Regions from separate parts of the Mus musculus genome. Here regions 1, 2, 3 and 4 are each linked to region 5. The links are chromatin contacts, called in public Hi-C and HiChIP or PLAC-seq maps. All regions are on one chromosome and are shown on one strand. Each heading gives the region's core, a stretch centred on a gene start, on an enhancer-like site or on the middle of the called end of the contact. The rest is flanking DNA. Distances are from core to core; before and after follow the strand shown.

Region 1 (2,700 bases), core at 158-2,657, 250 kb after region 5:
AAGAATTTCCCTTATTGAGGAAAATATTAGTACTATTAGAGTGACTCAGTATACTAGTTTTGAAACTTAGTCTCATATATGAAGTGAATCAAGCAGATGGTCCATTCATAAATGCAGCTCCACCCCCCTTTTTCTATTTAGTAATTCTCCCGGAGTACATTCTGAAATAGTCCTCATTCTCCTAGAGACCTATGTGAATGTTACTTTTCAAAAGAAACTATAGAGTATACAGTTGAATTAGGGTAACATCGCGAGTTATGTTTAAAAGCAAAATATAGACAACCAGAATCAGTTACTTTTAATGAATAATGTTAATAGCGTTTATATTTTCTGTTTTTTCTCCTATTGGAAGTCCTCAGTCTTTTTATGTGTATGGGCATCAGATGCAATGATACATAGCAGTTAAGTTAAATAAGCCAGTCATAAAAGGGCAAATAAATGCCAAATGATTCCACTGCGGTACTGGGAGTAGACATAGTCATAGAGACATGTGTGTGGTGGTGGTTGTCGGGGCCTGGGGAAAGGAAAGTAGAGGATGGTTCCTCGGTGAGTTCATAGTTCAGCTCCAAAGATGGCTGGAGGTGGTGGTTACACAGCAATGTAATTATAGTTACTACTGAACATTGCAATTGTTAAAAATACATATTATATATATAATATGTATATAATTTCATTTAAATAATCTTTTAAAGTAGCAGAGACCTGAAGTAATGTTACAGAATTCAAAGATAGTCCAAGGTCATTGCCCCTTTTGTATAAATCCTATATAATTTTTCAAACTTACTTTGATGAATTTTGTTTCTCTGGCTTATTCTCTGTATACAGTTGACTTAAGAAATCAGGACGAATCTTACCTGGTCATGTGAGCTTTTTAAAGGGACAGGCCTCTTCCAGGAGAACATCAGAGCACAGCAAGGCATTCTACAAGTCCAAGAGTTTGTGTGCTGGCCTTGAACATGGAAATGTGGACCGGAAACAGACTTTGAGTGTGTTCAAGGAGTTGTGGCCTCAGATGGTAGTCAGGAGGACATGGTACCCTTTTGCTTATAATTCTAAGATCGAGTTCTTCCATGCCAGAGGAGCTTGGAAAAGTACATCAACCTCCAGATAAGAATACAATCTGTCTACCACTTTGGTTTTCATCTTGTGGGACCTTGGCCAGAGAAACCAGTCACACAGGCCAGATTCTGAATCTCACAACTGTGAGCGACTAATATGTCTTTGTGGTCATTGTGACATAACAATAGAAAGCCAAGACAAATAGTATGAACTTTGTTTTTCCCCCTCTCATAAAAATTGACCTAGAGATAGGCAGTAGTTAGGTAGAGTCTCTATGCTCTATGTCATACTTAGGAGATTGCTCTAGTCAAGGTTGCACACTGTCCTGTCCCACACAGAATGAAAAAGGACAGGAAAAGAAATAGGCGTGTAAGATACTCACCCTCTTTCTTAAGAACTCTTGTCCATTGGCTGGAGTTTACATAATTAACTGATTCACATGATGAATCAGTGACTAGGATTTCTGATTTATAGTAGCTGGTTGCAGCTCTTTAGAAAAAAAGATACTTTAGGAACTATACACAATTCTGAATGGGTTTTTAAGAAATATTTCAATAAAAATATATCATAGAAGGCAACTGTTGAGAGACTGTCTTCGTTGCTTCCCCTGTTGTGATGAAGTCCTGTGACAGCAGCAGCTTGGAGCAGAATTCTTTCAGGCCAGCATGGCAGCAAAGTCCAGCAGCAGGAGCTGGAGGCAGCTGGTCACATGACATCCACAGTCAGGAAATAGATGATACCTCTTACACATTAGTGCTTAGCTTCTTCCTCCATTTGTACAATCTGTGCATGGGGTATACTTAGAAGGTGCCTTTCTCTAACTGCAAGCTTAAAAGCCTCTTTTTCAACTGAAAACGTTAGAAAATAGCATTAAAATTCAGCCATGGTGGTAGAGAGAACATACTTGTAATAGTCATTCTTTCAGGGACCTAAATATTGATTGCATTTTATAATTGTTGTAGATTACAGGAAATACTGAATTGAATAAATTAGTAAGTCTTGAAATATGACCCAGAGGTTGTTTTTTAAATTCACTTAATTTAAATAATTATTGCTAAGTATGTGTATTCACTATCTAAAAGATTGGTGAGCAGCATAGAATTCATCCCCATGCCCCCACGAGGTTAGTAGACCGCTAATAAAAAGAACATTAAGGAATTGCATGAAACAGTGCTGTGATTGAGAAAGCAGGAAGGGACCTATGAGTTCCAGGGGGACCTCAGCCAGACCAGGGACTCTGCGGCATGATGTGCTTCCTAGAGGAAGGTCACAGGCTTACTCCTGCCCTCTACCTTCTCCCTCTAGAAAATGGAAGGTTAAAACCTTTAGTTAGAATCTTGGTGTAATTGAAATTAGGATGATTATGAATTATTAAAGTAATAAACGGAATTATCTCTTTAGGAGCTGAGAAAACATTGCTTTGATGAACATAGATGCATAGAAAATAATTTGGGCATGTTTGCTTCATTTGATAAAATTTTAAGTTTTCTTTTTTCCTACATTATTTGATAATTTTGGCAACTTTGATTGTATAAATCAAAAGCCAGCTAAATGTAACTTTTAAAAATAGATTTTTAAGAAATATTTAGACTTTTTTCTTTAAATTTAGACCCTCCACTTACCCCAAAGGGGCTGGGGGAG
Region 2 (2,700 bases), core at 158-2,657, 150 kb after region 5:
AGATGGCCTTCATACATCTGACCCTAGATGGTCTCTCTAGTCCCAGACATGGCCACCCTCCATTGGTCAGCAAGGCAGGAAAGATCAGGAAGAGTGTACTTCACCTTTAACTACACCTTTAACTACTTTTCCAGTTCACACATGACATTTCCACGGAAAGCCTGAATGGCTAAAAGTTAGTTTCACAGTCACATTTGACCTCAAATGAGGCCATATATGTGTGTGCTTGGTGACTATTTACTTCGCTGAAACTGGGGTTCTATTACCAAGTGAGAAAACAGTAAAAGAGAAATGAAGGCTAAGTGGCAACTAGAGGGGGATTGCCATCTGTCCCTTCTCAAACTACTGTTAGAACATTTCTCTAAAAAGGGCAATACCTTAGTCCACCTTCCTCCCAGACTGAGACTTTCCCTAGTGTCTCACCCTACCCAAGCCATGAGTCCTGTGAGCTGAGCAGAGTTTACAAATAAAACAGGTTGCCTGCGTGGGTGCAAAAGGCTTGCTGGGGGAATTTACGTAAACACGTGGCATGAGCTTCCAGCTCTTGAGTTTCTGATTCAGTGAATCAGAGAATGGTCCCTGAAAACTAAACTGTAAAAGCAAACATTGAGAGAAGTGTTTCTCAAATTGCTCTTGTTAATGAGCGTGTTTGGTTTGTGAGAATTCACTGGGTTCATCTGACTTCTGATGTTTGTAAGGCATTATCTTCTTTGGGTCCACTATGCTTCCTTAAAAGGTGTTCTTAAGGTTAAAGAGTATTTCCATCGGATTCTGTTGCACACCAAGTTAGACTGCAGAGGAAGAATGGACCAGAGATCGATTCTACCCAGTCCTCAAACTTTTGCACACACCAGTTCCCCTATTTGGACTGCAGTTCCTCTTTCATAGGTGTCTATAATAGAAGCAAGAATTAGCTAACTCACCTATCATTCAACCTGGGTTGAGACCAGATGAAAGGAGGATAGAAGTCACAGTACTGTCCCACGCTTTGTTTTCATGAAAATTCCTAAACTCCTCCTACTGCCTCTTGGCATCTCGGAAGTAAAGCGGGGTGCATTTGTTTTGACTGTCTCCCTGGTTCCCATTTATTGTCACCTTTCTCTGGTGTCTTTTCCTCTCTTGTCTCTCAGGGCCCACCCAGGACTGGGAAGGAAACTGACATCTTTTCTATAAGAGGTAGAAAGAGTAAAGGAGTTATCCAGGATGGTAGAAAAATGAGTTATGGAAAGAGAGACCATTCATCGAGGCCAAGGCTGTGAGGAAGAGCAGCGCAGCCCCTGTTGCCCCATTAAAGGACAGGAAAATATGCTGGGCAGGGCATGACCACAGGAATTCTGGGCTCTGGTCCCACTTAAAGTAACAAGGAAGACACTCTGGGCAAATCCAATGCAGCATACGTAGGGTGAAAAGACTAGAACATCTTCTGCCAGCAAGGATACTGACTGCAGAATAGGAATTGCACATTTCACTAAAGCTTGCTCTCCCCCATTAAAAATAATGGGTGGAGATGTTTTGACATACTTGCCTGTCTTATCAACCCCAAATAAAACATTAGCTGCAGTCATAACAATTTTTTACCTCAGATCTATTTTGGAATGCTTGCTGATGGTGCAAGTGTTCCCTTGTGGAAATGTGCCTGCTCTTCAAACAATGCCAAATGGAACCATTTTCTGGGCATATAGGACATTTTATTTTTGAAAATCCTTGCTGATGTACGCAGGGCCTGTGCAGTGTCAAGACACATATTTAATCAAGCATCCCTGGGAGAACAGCTTAGTACCATTAGCCTCATTACACAGATAAGAACACTGAAATCTAAATAGGTTGACTAGAGGTTGCCCGAACGCTTCTTAACAACAGAGTACTCTAAAAAATCCGTTGTGTATAAAGAAAACAAGTGAGCTCGTAAATGAGAAAGACTAGTGAAAACAGCCTAGAGGCAAAGAAAATTTACATTTTTGTTTTGAAAGCTTTCACAGTTGGTGTCAAAGAACACATTGTTCTCCTGAGCAATGTACAGTTTTTTTCTCGCTCAGGATTTTGGGGAATTAGACAACTTTATCTGCAGAACCCATGCAAACTAGAGGCCCGTCGGTGGCTTTCCTCCATGGAGTTCAATGTAATAAGAACACTCTGGTTATGTTGTTTCTGTCACCATTGTGAAAGTAAGATGTATCCTATGCAAATCCAATAAACCGCTGACTCTGACTTTCACCCAGCCGTGTATTGAGTGGTAACTCTGGATCGGTCAATAAGCTAAGCCTGGAGACTCAGGCATAAATAGGATAGCCCCCACCTTTCAGTGGCTTTCAGTCTAGGTGAGAGAAGCAAAATGTAACTCCAAACAGTTAAAAGATGATCTGCTAGTAAGTATGGCTACGTGAATAAATGGCTTCCTGAACAACTGTGTCCCCAGTGCTGTGAGTAGTAGACAGGAAGATTGCTGGGACTTGCTGGCTGCCAGCCTAGACTTTAATTTAATAAGGGATCCTGTCTCAAGGAAATATGACAGAGAGTTATAGAGCAGGACACACAAAACCCTACTTTGGCCTATATACACAGGCATGCATGCATACACACAGACACAGACACGCACACATATACACGTTCACATACATATAAACATACACCACACACACACACACACACACACACACACGCATACACCCACATAATCCCACAATATCATGTTAGTTAAAC
Region 3 (2,700 bases), core at 73-2,572, 240 kb after region 5:
AGGTAAGAGGAATAATTTGCTACATTCTGTAACAAGAGAAAATCTGCCTTCTATTTTTCCAGGTAGGTAACAGTGTGTACACTTGTGCGTTCTCCCTGTGTCACAATCACAAGCTTGAGTACTCCAGTCATTTAACTATTGCAGTAGAACTCTAATTAGTCTCTTTCTCCTTTTTTGATTGATCTAACTATAAAATTCTATTGTGTACATTTTATTAGTCAAAAAAAGTAAGTAACGCTAGCCAGGTCTTTCAGTCCTCCAAAGGTCCATTCTGTTTTCTAATATTGTTTTTATTTCCAGTGTGGCCTCAGGCTTTTCTTTTTAAGATCTACACTGTAGCTGTCTTCCTCAGGCTTTTTAAAGAGTCTGCTTGTTAACTGCAAACCTGTCTTGTCTAGTCAGCACGAGTTTCCTTCTCTAGGATTCACCCTTGTCACCTCATTCCAGGTGGTTCTAACCCAACTGCTTTAAACTCAGCTCAGATGTTTTCCCACGTTCACTGCAATCTTCCTTTATTGGACATCGCCTTAGCATTTTGGACTGGATATTTTTCAGCTATTGGGAGCCATCCTATGAATTGTAGTGGGTTTAGTAGAGTTCCCTGTCTTCTATACACTCGTTATTTCTTACCCTCCGAGATTCAGAACAAATAGAAATCTCTCCAGACATCACCATATCCCCTGAGAGGAGGAGCAAAGCAGCCTCCATTTAGTGAGCATTGTGTTCATATATGAAAATGAGGGCTACAGGAAGGTTAGGGTGGCCCCTTCATCCACTGTCACTAGTATCATAAAAGGGGAAACTTGGACAAGAGCGGATGTGGTATGATGACATATGATGAAGATTCAGGTCTTTGACTTGCTTAAATTCACTACCCAAAGATTGCCAACAAAGCCAGAGATAAGCAGTGTCATGGGACAGAAGTCCCCCTTTGTCCATCAGAACAAGCCAACCTTTCCAGCAGCTCAGTACCCTTATCACTGAGATAGTAAGATTCTGTCAGCAAACAGACAAACAAAAAGTCAGTGTCTTTGGAGTTAGAGAAGCTGAGTTAAACATTAGCTGTTTCTTAGTAGCTTGTTATAAGGTGCTGTGGGTTATTTAAGTTCAGTAATACATTTCGTATCAGTTCAGCTCTTGTTCCCATCAGTATTAGATCAGGGTAAGAATAACTGCCTTACTTGGGGTCTTATTGCTGTTTAGAGACACCGTGACCATGGCAGCTCTTATAAAGGAAAACATTTAATTGGGGCTGGCTTGTAGGTTAGATGTTTAGTCCATTATTGTCAAGGTGGGAAGCATGGTGGCATTCAGGTAGACAGGATGTTGGAGAGGTAGCTGAGGATTCTATATTTGGATTTGAAGGCAGCAGGAAGAGACAGTTAGCCACTAGGCCTGGCTTGAGCTTCTGAGAACTCAAAGCCCACCCCAGTGATATACTTTCTCTTACAAGGCCATGCTTACTCCAACAAGACCTTATAGTGCTACTCCCTGTGGGATTGTGGGGGGCATTTCCATTCAAACCACCACATTCATAAGCATACATTATACTTGAAACTGGACCTGTTACCTCTGCAGTACTCAGCAAATAGAGATATTGTGAGTTCTGGGTGTAACTGCTAAGAGAAGGTGAGCCCAGACTGCTTTGAAACCCCTTGATACCAGCTGTTGAGAAACTGACTTCCCAGGTGCCTTTGTACTGTACCTGCGTGCAACATTCCTTTTAGTTGTTAGGAAATTACGTATGTTATGTTTAATTTGAAGTGCTTATTTTACCTTTCAACTAGTACTAGTACCTGAACGCTTTGGATTTGTATTTTTTACAATTCTTTGTATCCTTTTTGGTTCTTACTACTACCTAATAGTCATGGCTTTAAATTAAAGAATCCATGGAGGTGGGTCACTCCCTACCTTGTTAACATCTAGACTGTAATACTTCTGAGGGTGAAGGACTCGTCACACTCTCTGATTAGCATTGGCTGTGATACCATAGGCTGACAGTTTTCAGTGCCCCTTTCCTATCACTACATAGCTGAGCCTGATGGTGAATCTTTTAAAATACCTTAGCCAGGAGTCACAAGTCAAACTTGGAACCCTACATGTATTAGAAATATCACTAAGTTAATCTAAAATATCTGTGCTGCAGTTGGGTAATACACAAATAATCAATATTCCTGAAAGGATCTAGACAAGAGAATATATAAGCAGTATAGACATTTAAAAAGCTTTGCCATCTTTACTAACTTTTCTTCAAATAGAATTTTTTGTTTTCACTATGAATCACATGGAATATAAATTTCTGATCACATAGCTTACTTGTGTGCCTTCCAGATTATTCATAAATATTAATCAAGAAAGCATTTTAATTAATATAATATTGATTTTCCCCAATACACTAGCAGATGAAAAAACAGATTGTTTTATTGTATTTTAAAATGTAGGGATGGCTTAATCTCAGAATGATAAACAGCTTGTATTTCAAGAGTCAGTTTGTGGCTGCATCCTGTAAGTTATCTCTTCATAACTCCTTTCATTTGATTTTAATATCTAGCAGCAACAGCCTCCTGCAGGACCTGAAGAGTTGTGTACTGTACAGACTGCCTCAGTGTTCACCAGACCTTAAGGGAGCTGACTCCTGTATCAGCATTCTGTACAAGGACACATTTCTGTGCTTTACTGGGGAACAGTCTTTTCTCTCTA
Region 4 (2,700 bases), core at 110-2,609, 200 kb before region 5:
GTAAGGAGGTTGTGGGGTCAGACGGTTGTCCTCATTCGTTTTCTCTTGATGTGGTAAAACACTGAACAAAATCAGCTTAGGCGTGGAAAGGAATTGTTTCATTTTACAAACTAAGCCATACTCCATCTCCGAGGGCAGGAGCCTGGAGGCAGGAACTGAAACACAGACCACAGAGGGGTGCTGCCTACTGGCTTGCTCTACATAGCTTGCACAGCCTGCTTTCTTATAGAACCCAGGACCACCAGCCCAGGGACAGCACCACTGACATCCATCATTAATCAAGAAAAGAAATAACCCATGGACATGCTCACAGGCCAATCTTATGGAGGGAGTTTTAAAATTGAGGTTCTTCTTCCCAAATGACACTAGCTATGTTGACAAAAAACAATCAACACAGATGTGACTAGCTTAGAGTTTTTTTTCTTTCTTTCTTTCTTTCTTTCTTTCTTTCTTTTTTTTTTTTTGCTATAAACTCAATGAGTAGTATCTTAATAAGCTAATAGAAGGCTGTGCTATACAGCAAGGTTGAGATTGGAACACAGGACACTGGGGATTGCTGGCTAGTGACTAGGAGAGATGCAAGGAGGGACTCTTTCAGGAGCTCCCAGAAACTTCCAGTCCTTGTAATGCATGGAAGACATTCGGTAAATATTTGTTAAATGAATGAGTGAAAGTGAATGAATGATTCTGTTGAGACAAAACTTTGATGCTAGGATCCAGGCTTTTGGAAACCAGGATCAGGTTTCCAGAATGGCAAGAGGATGAGCCTCTGTCTCTTTAAGCCAGGTTTGTGGGAATTTACCCTGGTAGACACAGTGACCTAGTTTCACTTTCTGAAAATAAGTTTTTGATAGTTTTCTTATCTATATCTTTGTGACACTCATCTCTTGAGTGAATGAAATGAGATACTGTGTATAGAAGAGTAAGAGGCCTTCTCACTTGCAATTTCTGTCTCTTTAGTTTTCTTTTATGTATGTATGTACATATGTACGTATGCATGCATGCATGCAGGTGTGTGTGTGTGTGTGCATGTACATGCATATGTGCACACTCATGTACATGCCCGTGTGCTTGCCCACACAGGTGACTGAAGAAGCCAGAGTTTGATGATGTTTGGGCATTTTTCTCAATTGCTTCTATACCTGACAAAGAGATGGGGGTCTCTCACTGAACCTGGAGCTCACTGTTTTGACGAGACTGGCTGGCCAGTGAGCCCCTGGAACCTGCCTGTGCTGGGGTGCGCTGCTGTTGTCAGCTTTTACGTGGACAATGGCAATCCAAACTCAGATCCTAACCACTGAGCCACCTCCAACCTCCCCTCTAGACATTTTCAAGTGGGTTCTTACTTCTTCTAGAGACTCCAGGATGTGGTTTGTATTTCACCGATGTTATAGCCACAAACTTACTGGAAGGTGCCCTGCAGAGAAATGAATTATGATTTCATTGCAAAGTCAAAAAAAGAAAAGAGAAAGCCGTGTGGGGGCAAATGTCAGCACCCAGGTTCTGCTTTAAGAAATACATGTGCCTCTGCAGTAAGGGTAGACACTGCCAAGTGACTTCATTGGTATCTAGAAAGCTAAGTCCCTATGATAAGATTGAACCAACCTGTGAATAGATAGTGGTGGTGCAGTATGTGATGGTGAACTCGATCTGGCTTTTATTTCCTCTGGGTCTTCTTATGTTTGTGTGGTGCAATCACACAGATTTCCAGAGGCTACTGAGAGGCAAGGAAGGGAGGTCAGTAGTTACAAATAGTTACAAATTGTAACACATAGTTACAAACTGAGAGAAGATTGTTGCCTGCGGAAGGCAGAAATGTATCACTCATTGTTGTAACACTGTTACTCCATAAGGTCACCACATTGCTACATCATTACTTATCCACAAGACTGGAAGGGCAGCTCCTGGCTCAGTGTGTGTGGCCCCAGACCATTTGTTTCTGTCAATACACACACACACACACACACACACACACACACACACACACACACACACACACACACGCACACACGCACACGCACACATTCATATAACACATATGAGAGAAATCTGCAACCTACTCCTTCAGGATATTCAAATCCTTTAGTGATTGCAAAGAAGAGGAGAAATAATTTATCAGGCACTTGGGCTGTGCCAAGGGCAGTGTCAGCTGAATTTATATACCTTTTCTAATTTAAGCCCCATCTAATTGACTTGGGAAAATCCCAACTTAAATTGGATTTGGGGGAATATGGCCTGGAAATAAATTGACCATGGAATTAAAACTTCAGAAGCCATGGGGAGGAGAATTGTTTTCCCCTAAAAGATGCCTGTTGTTAAGAATCCACTTTTACCTGGACAGAACCCTTTCCATTCATTCTCATCTATCCAGTCAACAGATATTTACTGTGTGCCTTCTATTGGCTCTCTTTAATGGTCAAAGAAAGGAATTTCTACTTCGTACAGGTTATGTTTCAGCTTTGTGGAAATAACTAAATGATCAATGAGCCGCTTGTTCTATGACTGGGCATTAATGTGTGTGAAAACTAGAGCCCAATAAAGAACTTTGGTAGTGAAAAGAGTGGTTGATTGTGACTTTAGGAAGCTCATCAAAGTATTCCTCACCCAGAAGGTGACAGGGAACAAAGCCTGAAGAAGCTGAGAGGAGTCACATGACTAGCAGAGGCGGAGCCTTCCAGATAGAGGCAAAGATTCACTGTA
Region 5 (2,731 bases), core at 140-2,639:
ATTTGTACATGGTTCTGGGAGCTGAATTCAGGTCTTGGTGGTTACAAGCAATCATTTTATTGACTGAGACTTTTAACAACAGGGTACATAGTGCTGAGTGTGCACCAAAGTGGTGACAATCAGAGTCAGTGGCCTCTGGTTGCTTCAAAAGATGGTCAAGGCTGCTGTAGGTAACAAAGGGTGCTGTAGGCCAAGTCAAGACCAAAGCCCAACCATGGAAAAGTAGCTACTTCTTCTTTTTTTTTTTTGGCATTGTCTTCCTTCAGCTCTGAGCTAGACAGTCCATCATTTTTCTTCATGTAATAATGCTCAGCAGCTTGACCTATGAATGTAGAAGTGACAGAGTAAATGGGATGATTCTGTATGGTCATCGATCTTTTCCACAAGCAGCCGTGACCTCCGGCTTAAGAGATATTTTTCAAACCATACCTCTGGCTGGAAATGGGTTTAAAGGTTTATTTTGAAGAGAATGGATGCCAACTGTCCAGCTTGGCTTTCTAATCTTTTCATCTCACACCAGCCTTCGAGGCTGTCTGAGGCTTAAGAGGTGTGTGGGGCTAACATGACCGAGGAACCAGCCGAACGGTTTTGTTGTGGCTTTCTTTTCAGACAATCCCCCAATGTTGCACCCGCATTCTCAGGTTCCTGTTCCGGACTTGCTAGCCGCGCTGCTCCTTACCGGATGTCTCCATCCTCCTGCAGCAGCCTGGCCACGTCTCTCTTGAGCTCATTTGTATTAGTCTCTGACCAGAACCCCCGTGGCTCACCTTTCATCCCTGCTGACCCTCTCATCTGAGAGGTGCTCGTTTTCTCAGCCTATCTCCCACGGCACTTTCTGTCACTGTTCTGAGAAGTCTCTCCACACTGGCTTCCTAAAGAGCACTCTAATCTACATGCCACAAGTCACTTACCACTTGATAATCCACCACAAATTACCACACACTGACATAGAGTTTTTCTGTTTTTTTTTTCTTCCTAAACTCGTTTTTATTTGGAACAATTTAAGATTCACAGAAAAGTTGTGAAAATGACAGAGTTCCTACATACCCCTAATCCAGTTTTGGTTTTCCCTAAGGGTATATTAGTCAAAACTAGGAAACAAAAATAGTATATTACTATTTTCTAAATTCCAAACCTAATTTGGATTTTGCTTTTTAACGAAAACATCCCTTGTTGTTTGGGGACCCCAGGCTCTGCCACACTGTGTTGCAGTCATCCCTGCTGCGTTGGGTCATCTGCCCTTCTGGCCCTGGTTTTAGAGTTGCCCCATATTGACTTTGACAGTTTCAAGAAACACCGGTCAGATGTTTCGTAGCGCAGCACTGGGTCTGGCTTAGTCTGTTGTTTTTCTTCTGATAAGATCGTGTTTCAGGATTTAGGGGGAAATACCATAGAGGTTACGTGCAGTTTTTGTTGCTCCAGCTTAGGGATACGTGACTACTATATGCTACCACCGAGGGTTGTGTGCTTCGTCATGCGCTTGGGGTGGTATTTCTCAAGTTTTTCCTTTACCGTGTCTGTTCTTTTTTTTCCACTCTGTTCTTCAGGAATGAGTCACTACATCTAGCATACACTGAGTAGCTCTCACACCTAAGTACACAGAGGACTTTTCTTAACGCTATTTGTAATCTGGAGTGAACATTCCAGAGTCTCTGTGTCTCTTCCCTGAGTTCTTTTCTAGAAGGACTGTCATATCGTTACAGGGTGTCTCATAGGCTGCTGTGACAGTGTCTCATAGACTCAGTGGCAATAGACATTTATTTCTGGGCTGGAGGTTCAAGATCAGGGGTCAGCATAATGAGGCTTCAGTGGGGGACCGTTTCCCCAGCATCAGACTGAAGTTTTCCTGTATCCTCATGTGATAGAAAAACCAAGAGCTCCATAGGGCCTCTCTCAGGGGTTACTCATCCCATTCCTGAAAGCCTCACTCTCATGACTTGGTCAACTTCCCCACAAGACTCTTGTCTCTTGATGCCATCACATTAGAGGATAAGATTTCAGTATATTAATTAGGGAAGGGCACAAATATTCAGTACATAATATTCAGATTTTATCAGTAAGATAAACACTAAATTCTTTGTTTGTTTTGCAGTCAGGTGGTGGTGGATATTCTTTTAATCTCAGCAACCAAGACACAGAGGCAGGTAATATCTGTGTTGGAGGCTAGCCTGGTCTACAGAGCCAGTTAGGGCTACACAGAGAAACCCTGTCTTAGAAAATTATTAATTAATTAATTAATTAATTTTTGCACATTACACTCTGGTCAGTCATTTTTACCTTATCACATTACCCTATCCCACAATTCCATCGTGGCTATTGGAATTGACAAACTGCATATTTATTTAATCTGTGTCTTTCAAAGTATCTCGAAAACTACATAGAACCGAAATGATACAAGGTAGACCCTTTAAAAAAGAATATTAGGGAAGAATAAATGAGACAGCTGTTTAAATAGGAGGCTTATCAATAGATTATTTTTAGCAACTCTGATGCAATGGAAACACTAAAGTTGAATTTTGAGTTCCAAGTGACTGCTTTAAATTAGGGGCACAGCTGGGCTGAAGTGAGGGCAGAGGCAACAGGAAGGCCACAGAGGGAAAGATGTGGTGGGAGCACTTCGACAGGCATCTCCCTCCTTGGTTGTGCAGGAGAAAGGGCAGGTTATTTTACAGTTAAGTTAACATTGGATGGAAGGGTGGGGCAAAAGAAGAGATCATTTGAATCCTACTAA

The links. Hi-C and Micro-C count contacts between places; a contact is called where the count stands out from the background. HiChIP or PLAC-seq counts read pairs in DNA pulled down with a chosen protein or histone mark.
Region 1: a contact with region 5 is called in an H3K27ac HiChIP or PLAC-seq map of the NIH/3T3 cell line, with 2.5 times the contacts expected there. The contact joins two enhancer-like sites. A contact is called at or near these places in 1 of 484 Hi-C or Micro-C datasets (nephron progenitors) and 3 of 115 datasets of contacts at active chromatin or transcription factors (the NIH/3T3 cell line, embryonic fibroblasts and extraembryonic endoderm stem cells).
Region 2: a contact with region 5 is called in a Hi-C map of the N1E-115 cell line, with 2.7 times the contacts expected there. The contact joins two enhancer-like sites. A contact is called at or near these places in 1 of 15 datasets of contacts at CTCF or cohesin (the NIH/3T3 cell line), 4 of 484 Hi-C or Micro-C datasets (the C2C12 cell line, the N1E-115 cell line, bone marrow-derived macrophages and 1 more) and 2 of 115 datasets of contacts at active chromatin or transcription factors (the NIH/3T3 cell line and embryonic stem cells).
Region 3: an H3K27ac HiChIP or PLAC-seq map of extraembryonic endoderm stem cells shows a contact between it and region 5. The contact joins two enhancer-like sites. A contact is called at or near these places in 2 of 115 datasets of contacts at active chromatin or transcription factors (acute myeloid leukemia and extraembryonic endoderm stem cells) and 1 of 9 other capture datasets (adipose tissue).
Region 4: a BATF HiChIP or PLAC-seq map of CD8 T cells shows a contact between it and region 5, with 8 read pairs. The contact joins two enhancer-like sites. A contact is called at or near these places in 6 of 484 Hi-C or Micro-C datasets (the Ba/F3 cell line, group 2 innate lymphoid cells, myeloid progenitors and 2 more) and 2 of 115 datasets of contacts at active chromatin or transcription factors (CD8 T cells and extraembryonic endoderm stem cells).

What each region holds. Positions count from the first base shown.
Region 1 is chr14:72,632,843-72,635,542 of GRCm38.p6, reverse strand. All of the region lies in intron 3 of Fndc3a (fibronectin type III domain containing 3A), which reads left to right. Among named protein-coding and RNA genes, the nearest start is that of Fndc3a, 76 kb to the left of the region's middle. Within about 2 kb of position 1,407, at least 13 of the 459 cell types and tissues checked have an H3K27ac peak or open chromatin away from gene starts, as enhancers often do. A contact at or near this core is called in the NIH/3T3 cell line, where this site is marked.
Region 2 is chr14:72,738,703-72,741,402 of GRCm38.p6, reverse strand. No RefSeq gene overlaps it. Among named protein-coding and RNA genes, the nearest start is that of Fndc3a, 30 kb to the right of the region's middle. Within about 2 kb of position 1,407, at least 38 of the 459 cell types and tissues checked have an H3K27ac peak or open chromatin away from gene starts, as enhancers often do. A contact at or near this core is called in the C2C12 cell line, the N1E-115 cell line and uterus, where this site is marked.
Region 3 is chr14:72,649,318-72,652,017 of GRCm38.p6, reverse strand. Fndc3a (fibronectin type III domain containing 3A) reads left to right here. Exons shown (of 26, transcript NM_207636.2): 3 at 1-2. Among named protein-coding and RNA genes, the nearest start is that of Fndc3a, 59 kb to the left of the region's middle. Within about 2 kb of position 1,322, at least 7 of the 459 cell types and tissues checked have an H3K27ac peak or open chromatin away from gene starts, as enhancers often do. A contact at or near this core is called in extraembryonic endoderm stem cells, where this site is marked.
Region 4 is chr14:73,086,575-73,089,274 of GRCm38.p6, reverse strand. No RefSeq gene overlaps it. Among named protein-coding and RNA genes, the nearest start is that of Gm35388, 15 kb to the left of the region's middle. Within about 2 kb of position 1,359, at least 35 of the 459 cell types and tissues checked have an H3K27ac peak or open chromatin away from gene starts, as enhancers often do. A contact at or near this core is called in CD8 T cells and group 2 innate lymphoid cells, where this site is marked.
Region 5 is chr14:72,885,834-72,888,564 of GRCm38.p6, reverse strand. No RefSeq gene overlaps it. Among named protein-coding and RNA genes, the nearest start is that of Gm41207, 17 kb to the right of the region's middle. Within about 2 kb of position 1,389, at least 112 of the 459 cell types and tissues checked have an H3K27ac peak or open chromatin away from gene starts, as enhancers often do. A contact at or near this core is called in the C2C12 cell line, CD8 T cells, the N1E-115 cell line and 4 more, where this site is marked.